2 separate regions of the Rattus norvegicus genome follow, and region 2 is linked to region 1. The links are chromatin contacts, called in public Hi-C maps. All regions are on one chromosome and are shown on one strand. The core of a region is the stretch at or near the end of the contact, and the rest is flanking DNA. Distances in the headings are between cores, read along the strand shown. Region 1 has its middle 10 kb from the start of Phb1l1. Region 2 holds the start of Rai2 (retinoic acid induced 2).

Evidence for each region. Hi-C and Micro-C count contacts between places; a contact is called where the count stands out from the background.
Region 2: a contact with region 1 is called in a Hi-C map of psoas muscle, with 5 times the contacts expected there. The contact joins the promoter of Rai2 here to the enhancer-like site in region 1. A contact is called at or near these places in 4 of 12 Hi-C or Micro-C datasets (the A7r5 cell line, frontal cortex, kidney and 1 more).

What each region holds. Positions count from the first base shown.
Region 1 is chrX:36,572,094-36,575,476 of GRCr8, reverse strand. No RefSeq gene overlaps it. Among named protein-coding and RNA genes, the nearest start is that of Phb1l1, 10 kb to the right of the region's middle. Within about 2 kb of position 2,031, at least 2 of the 93 cell types and tissues checked have an H3K27ac peak or open chromatin away from gene starts, as enhancers often do.
Region 2 is chrX:36,641,561-36,645,042 of GRCr8, reverse strand. Rai2 (retinoic acid induced 2) reads left to right here and starts at 2,147. Exons shown (of 2, transcript NM_001109316.1): 1 at 2,147-2,338.

The DNA of each region.
Region 1 (3,383 bases), core at 782-3,281:
TGGTTGTACAACTTGGTGAAAATACTTTTTAAATCTTTGAATTGGGGGTTGGGAATTTAGCTCAGTGGTAGAGCGCTTGCCTAGCAAGTGCAAGGCCCTGGGTTCGGTCCCCAGTTCCGAAAAAAAAAATCTTTGAATTGTACACATTTAAATGGGTAAAATGTATAGGATGTGAACTATTTCTCAATAAAGTTATTATTTAAAAGATTAATAAAATAACCCCAGACAGAAATGGTGAACTGATTATGGATTTCAGCAAAGCCTCCTGGAACTGCATAGTCACTCTGTCTTTGGTCAGTTGCAAGCATGCTAACAGCCCCTCAATTTCCAGTGGGGTTAATTAAAATAGTTACACTATTTTCTCACTTCTTCTCAGACTCCACACATATGAACTTGCCTTGGCATGTTCTCCTCCCATATCTCATTTCTTGGATTCTGGAATCATCTTGTCCAGGTGGTTTACCCTAAACAGACTTTACAGAATTTCAGCTTGGCCTCACCATGTATGTATCTGGATTAAAATTGCATGTGGCCACAGGTTTCCCAATGGAAACAAAACATCATGAAGGACACTGTATTAAAGAAATCGTGAAGCAGCAGGTGGCATTCTGTTGTAGAGTCTCACCTGTCTGCTTCTCATCTTCGGTCCTGAACATATGGTTAGCAAAAAGTTACCTCATGATAGGGGCATTATATTTACCTTGACACTGGAGTTTTATGCTACCTTCTAGACAACGTCTCTATCAGCCTGCACATTTTACTAATTTGTCTCATCTTCTACACAGTGGTAAAAAAAAAAACAAAACATTTTGAGCATGTGAGTCCTAATGACTTACCGGCTCAGAATTAGGAAAAGGGGTTCTTGCTGTCATTTCCTCTCCTTGAATGTAGTCAGGGACCTGGAATAACAATCAAAGGTCAAGTATTGTCCCCCACAAAATAAAGAATCCTCTCTCCACCATGCAAACACCAATTACAGCTGTCTAGTAGGGAGTCACACTAGCAATGCAGGGCATTGAAATGACTTCTGAGTGCTCAGGAATTCAGTGCCCGAGTTGCCAGGGCCAGCATACAAGGTTAACAATTTCTTGTTAACAAGCTATTTAAACACACACACACACACACACACACACACACACACACACACACACACACACACACACACACACATACCTTTATGATTTCAAGTACTGATGGAAACCAGCTAACAGGGTCTTGCCCTTCTGAAGTCCTTGGGGGAATTGTATTAACACAGAGATAACATTATTTGGAAAGAAGGTATCAACTATTCTTGAATGAAGAATACTCCTGAGGTACTTGACAGTGGGGTGAGAATAGTTGATTTTCTTTGTGTGGCTGGGAAATGGTACTCACTAAGCGGTGGGAGAGCCAGATAATGGAGGGCTAATTCTTTAAGCTCCGAAACCTTTTATTGCAACTGCTTTCAATGGGAATCTTTTCAAAAATGCATTAAGTGTTTTGGCATGGGGAACTTTTCTTTGACTCAGTCATTGTTATGGACATTGGAAACTGGCTTTGGCTGAGAGCACAAGATGCCCTCCAGGCTGTGTGGGGGTGGGGTGGGGTGGGGTTGTCTCCAGGTGGTACTGGCTCTCTGACCCCAGTGACCACTCCTCTTATTTCTTTGTGTGTGTGTGTGTGTGTGTGTGTGTGTGTGTGTTTGTGTGTGTCTAAACTCTCTTTACATCTTGCCCTTTCTCAGCTTCAATGACAGCCACCACTAAGCAACTGGCTCTTATCCAGAAATTGACCCACTGCATGAAACAGCCCTTGTTCCCTTGTTAGTACCACCTCTTCATTCTGCATCTGGGAGGGCTGTTGAGGCTGAGAGCCTCTTCCCCAAGGCTTCTCCGAGATGGGCACAGCAAAGGACAGCATTTCCCATTTTACTGAGCCAGTCAGTGTCTGTCCCTTAGGTGGCAAGCTCCTGACAGTAAACTCACACAGTAAGACAGAGCGCCGTGTCCTCAACTTTTGGTCCACAACGCGCAGTAGCTAGTTAAGCCTCCAAGAATTGCTGACCACAGCCCCTTCTCTGCTTTCAAAGATGTCACTTAGATGTATTGGCTCTGCCCCAGGGTCTGTCTGACCTTTCTAATTCAGGCTTCGTCTGAATCCAGGTCAAAGGTGTCTGTACAAGCACCAGATGAAGGAAATGCTGTACTTTAGACATTTCATTCATAGCTTATCCATGCTATTTTCACTGCTGAGAACATGAAAAATTAAAAATCAATCCCCAAACTCCAAATTATTGGTGTTTCAATTATTGGGTCACTGAATAAAGTCAGTCTCTCTCTCTCTCTCTCTCTCTCTCTCTCTCTCTCTCTCTCTCTCTCTCTCTCTCTCTCTCCTTTCCCCTTTCCCCATTTCTCCTTTCCTTATTTCTGGTATGCCCCCTCTCAACACTCCTTCCACTTAATTTTACAGATGACAGTAGTTTCATAGAGAGCCATGAATGTTTCTCAGGTTGCTTTCCCTGTCTTTATTGTGTTTGCCTCCTGGCTTCTGTTCCACCCTCCTTTCCACCTTGTGTCTCCACAGGTAGAACATCATATGCATCATACCTAAAGCTCTCTTCCCTTCCCAGATCCAATACTTACATACGGGTTTCCTGCAGACAACTTCTTCCTGGTGGCTTAAGAGGAAACATGGACCTGTTTGCCATGATTTCTCTTTCATCTGTACTACTCAGGCTCTGGTTTGCCTTACTCAGACTCTTCAATTTTTCTCAAATCTATAATTTCTTCTCTTTTTCATACTGTTATTGACCCACCCCATACCATTCCTTGCCAAGACTGTAAAATTAACCTCAGAACTGAATGAGGGGGAATGCCTCGACTCTCCCTGCCTTTTCCCTCTATACTGGCACCAGAATCGTTCTGGTAATTGGTAATTCTATATACGTAGAAAATAAAACAAGTATGCCTGGCCTCACGTGTAGGCAACAATTCTGAGGTCAGGCCCCAGCCCAGCTTTGTGCTCACAAGTTGCTTCTTCCCTCATGTGTAAATTCCAGGTATACAGAAGGGGTAGGTTCTCCCAGCACATGTCTCTCACTCAGGGTTGCCCTCCTCCCAACGCTCTTTCCCCTCTTCTTAATTTGGTCACTTCCTCAGTGTGCAGTTCAAAATTATTCCTCCTCTACAAAGCTTTCCTGAATATGCCAGCATAAGCTAAGAGCTCCCTCACCCATTGTAACATGAGCCCAATGATATCACCCTTCCCAATTTATTCCTTCGGAAGCACGGCACTCTCTAGGGTAAAAGTCACAATTACTGCATCCTACATGTCTAGCAGAGTATTGGGATTTAGGGGACCCTTGTTAAATGTATATGTACCCAAGTGACTCCATGAAGAAAGTA
Region 2 (3,482 bases), core at 898-3,397, 69 kb before region 1:
AATAAATATCCTGTCTAGTGCTCTTGCACTCACATCTCAGTTTGCATTCCTTACTTCTCTACTAATGTTCTGTCTATCTCCAAATCAAGCTTTTACATTCCAGTCCTTGTCTTGGAATTCCAATGAATTTATCATCTTTAGTCCCAGATCTGTTTCCCAGGGTCTTCTATCTCTCAGTGAGTACACTCCACCTACCCTGACACATGAATCAGCCACTCCTCTTTCTCCGGTCCCCAATCATTAGTTGATTCTACATCTTGGCTCCAGTTCTCACTCTTCACTGGTGCCTACACTACCTTGGCTCTATCTCTTATTACTGCAAATATAGACAGTCTCAACTTGTCTTCCAGCTTCCAACCTCACTTACCTCCTCAATCATCCATTAACATCAAACTCCAAACCCATCAGCCCTCAATCTATACCTTCCTTTATCAGTTCAGTGCTTAGCATACTTGGATGTGTCTAGCACCTGACACATCCAAGAACCCTGAACAGAGAAAGTCAGCTAAATGACTGAAGACATGTTCACAGGTAACTATTACCACAGGTACTGTGTACTCTAGGGTGGGTTAAGCTCCCAAATCCCATCTGAAAAAAACAACAAAACAAAACAGGAAGATGTTATCAGCTCCCAAAATTTGATTATTTATCTTTCTGTCCCTGTATCGACTGACTTTTCATTAAATGAACTCTTTTTCAAGAAAGGAAAATATAGTAGGAAGGATGGGTACTAGCTGGGTGACTTCCATTAATAGTACAGTGTTAGTCAGGGCATAGTATTCTGGAGGTACATACAGAAACAGTCTAAAGATTGAAAAGCTATACCCCCCCACAAAAAGATACTTTACTTGAAACTGAAGACGTTTTTATTTATCTTTATACAAAAGCAACTGTAGTGTAACTTTTAATATCTTTTTTATGAGGACGTCCACAAGCTCCCACAGAGTCATAATTTGGCCCTGGATACTATTGCAGTAGGTTTGCATAACATCATGGTTAGAAGGAACCCTTATACATACAAGTACAGGTTCCCGTATTAGTTATCAACAGGTGGGTTAAGGTGGCAGCTCTCTAGGTATTTTGTGTCCTTGTCACCCCAAATTCTACTAGAGAAAAGCCACAACTAATAGCCACAATGCTGAAGCTTGAAGGGGTTTGAGTGTACAAAGGATTATAAGAGTCACACTGTTCTCTGACCAGGTTAAAGCAATTCTTGCTGTAGCATTCACTCTCAAATATCGTCATCCTGTTTTAACAGGAAAAACCTCAGCATCACTGAGGATACGTTAAACCAATAATACAGTTGCTTCCTTTGCATTCTTAAAACATTGTAAAATGGATTTAGACTTAAAACAATTTTGATGACCAGTGTTTATTGATTCATAGTGTTTATTTATGGGACACCAGACATGTATTCATCATGTCTGTAACTCCCGTTCTTACATAACTCAGTATCTGGCAAACACTGGGTGCATAATAAATGTTAAATTAATATGTGAATCACTTCTTGGTTAGACACGATATTCTGTTTCTGGACTAATTTTGTCTTTGCTAATGTCCTGCCTTGGGAGTGTCATCTCTGACCTAGACCGCAATCTCCTGAGGCATATTAGGGAGGGTGGTAGCTGTTCTTCTGAATGCTCCCATTTCTATCAACCAAACACTTTCCCTTTCAGGGCTCTGTTCTTTTTTGCTTTTCATCCTAAGATCTAGAACGGACTCCAGATCTCCTGGAAGCAGCAAAGTCTCCACTCGTCCAGGCCTTCCCAACCCGAGAGCACGGACAGACACACAGACACAGACACAGACACGCATGTACGCGCGCGCATACACACACACATACACACACACACACACACAGAGAGAGAGAGAGAGAGAGAGAGAGAGAGAGAGAGAGAGAGAGAGAGAGAGAGCGCTCGCCTCCAGCTCCCCAGCCTTCTGTCACCTCGCACCGCCCACAACCACACCCTCCCTGTGGGCGAGATCACCTGTCCCTCCTCTGCCACCGCCTCCTCGGGTACCCTTTCGCCCCCCCTCCTGCTCCCCTTCCTCCGCCACCTCCCCCAAGCCCTCCCCTTCCCCGCCTCCTCCCACCCCTTGGTGTATATAGTAAAGGCCAGGCGCTGCACGCAGACACACACTCTCCCGGACACAGGCACACACGCGCACAGACACAGTCGGCAGTGGCGGCCAGCGACAGCGGCTGGGTGACAGCAAAGACAGAGGCTCCCATCGCTGTGCACCCCCTTCAGGCGCCCAGCGGCGAGGCCAGACCAAGAGAGTTCCCACACCAACGTCCACCCCGTGGCTTCCTGGAGGCGGCAGCCCGGATCCCGAGGTAGCGGCTGCGGCACCCCTGTGCTGGTCGGGGTCACCCCCGCCCTCCCCAGGCGGACCTGCCACCAGGACGAAGGGGGCGCGCCGGACTGGGCGCGCCTGGCGGGGCCCGGCGCCCGGGGAGGGGCCTGCCTGTTCCCGGGGGCAGGACGGCGCCCAGAGGCCGGGGCCAGCGGGGAGGGCCGGGCGGGGGCGGGGACGCGGGTCGAGGCAACCACTTGTGCTGCTCGCCCAGGCCAGGCTCCTGCTGGCCGGCGCTACGCACTGGCCAGCCCGGCCGGGGACAGTCGGGAAGGCGGCGCCAGCCGGTGGGGCGGGGGCCCCGAAGTGGGTTTTGGGCCGCCACCCGCTCTGGCACTGGGCTTAGAGGGCGGCACGAAGTGCGCTCCGTGCCCGGGCACCGCACCGGGCTTGTCTCGGTATCTGCCATTCTGCCCCAGCCAGGAAAACCAGGCGCCTTCCAGGCCCTTCGAAAGATGGATTCTGTTGACGTATCTGGCGGCCCTGGCGAGCTGGGTGGAAAGTTGGTTTTTGCCAGATCGTGCTGGGATCTTCTTTGTGCCGCTCAGCAAGTCCCGCATCCCGCTGGAGCAGGGTGAGTGCCTGTCGGCGCCCTGGGAGCCCTGGTGCCCCCACAGTGCCCAGACCCGGGGTGGCCACACCAGCCCCGGCTTTCTGCCATGTTAGGCACCAAGCAGCGTTCTGGCTGCATTTTTTTTTGTATGCGTGCATTTCAGTGGCGCCTTTTGCTGCGAAGGGAGTTATTGCCTTCCTGCGCGTTGGCTTTTTTTTTTTCCTCGGGGTTGGGACTTGCTCTGTGTGTTTGTTGTTTGCCATTTAAACCCCTACTATTGTTCAGGATAAGCTCCGCCTGGGTGGGGAAATGGCATCCCACCACAGTTGTTGGCGAGGGGTCGAAATGTTGCCAAACAGCTGCTGCTTTGTGTTTCCCTATCCGAAGTCCGCGGAGTGGGTTTGGGGCACGATGGATGGGTGGAGAAACAGATAGGGCATGAAGGAAGACCGTGGCTTTGCGAAGAGTGACTTGTTACCCACCCCAAGGTATTCAGTCAGCCTCTCTTTTGACTGCCAAACTTTTATGAATATTTCTCTTTTGGAAGAGAGAAACCTAATGAATTTAGCCG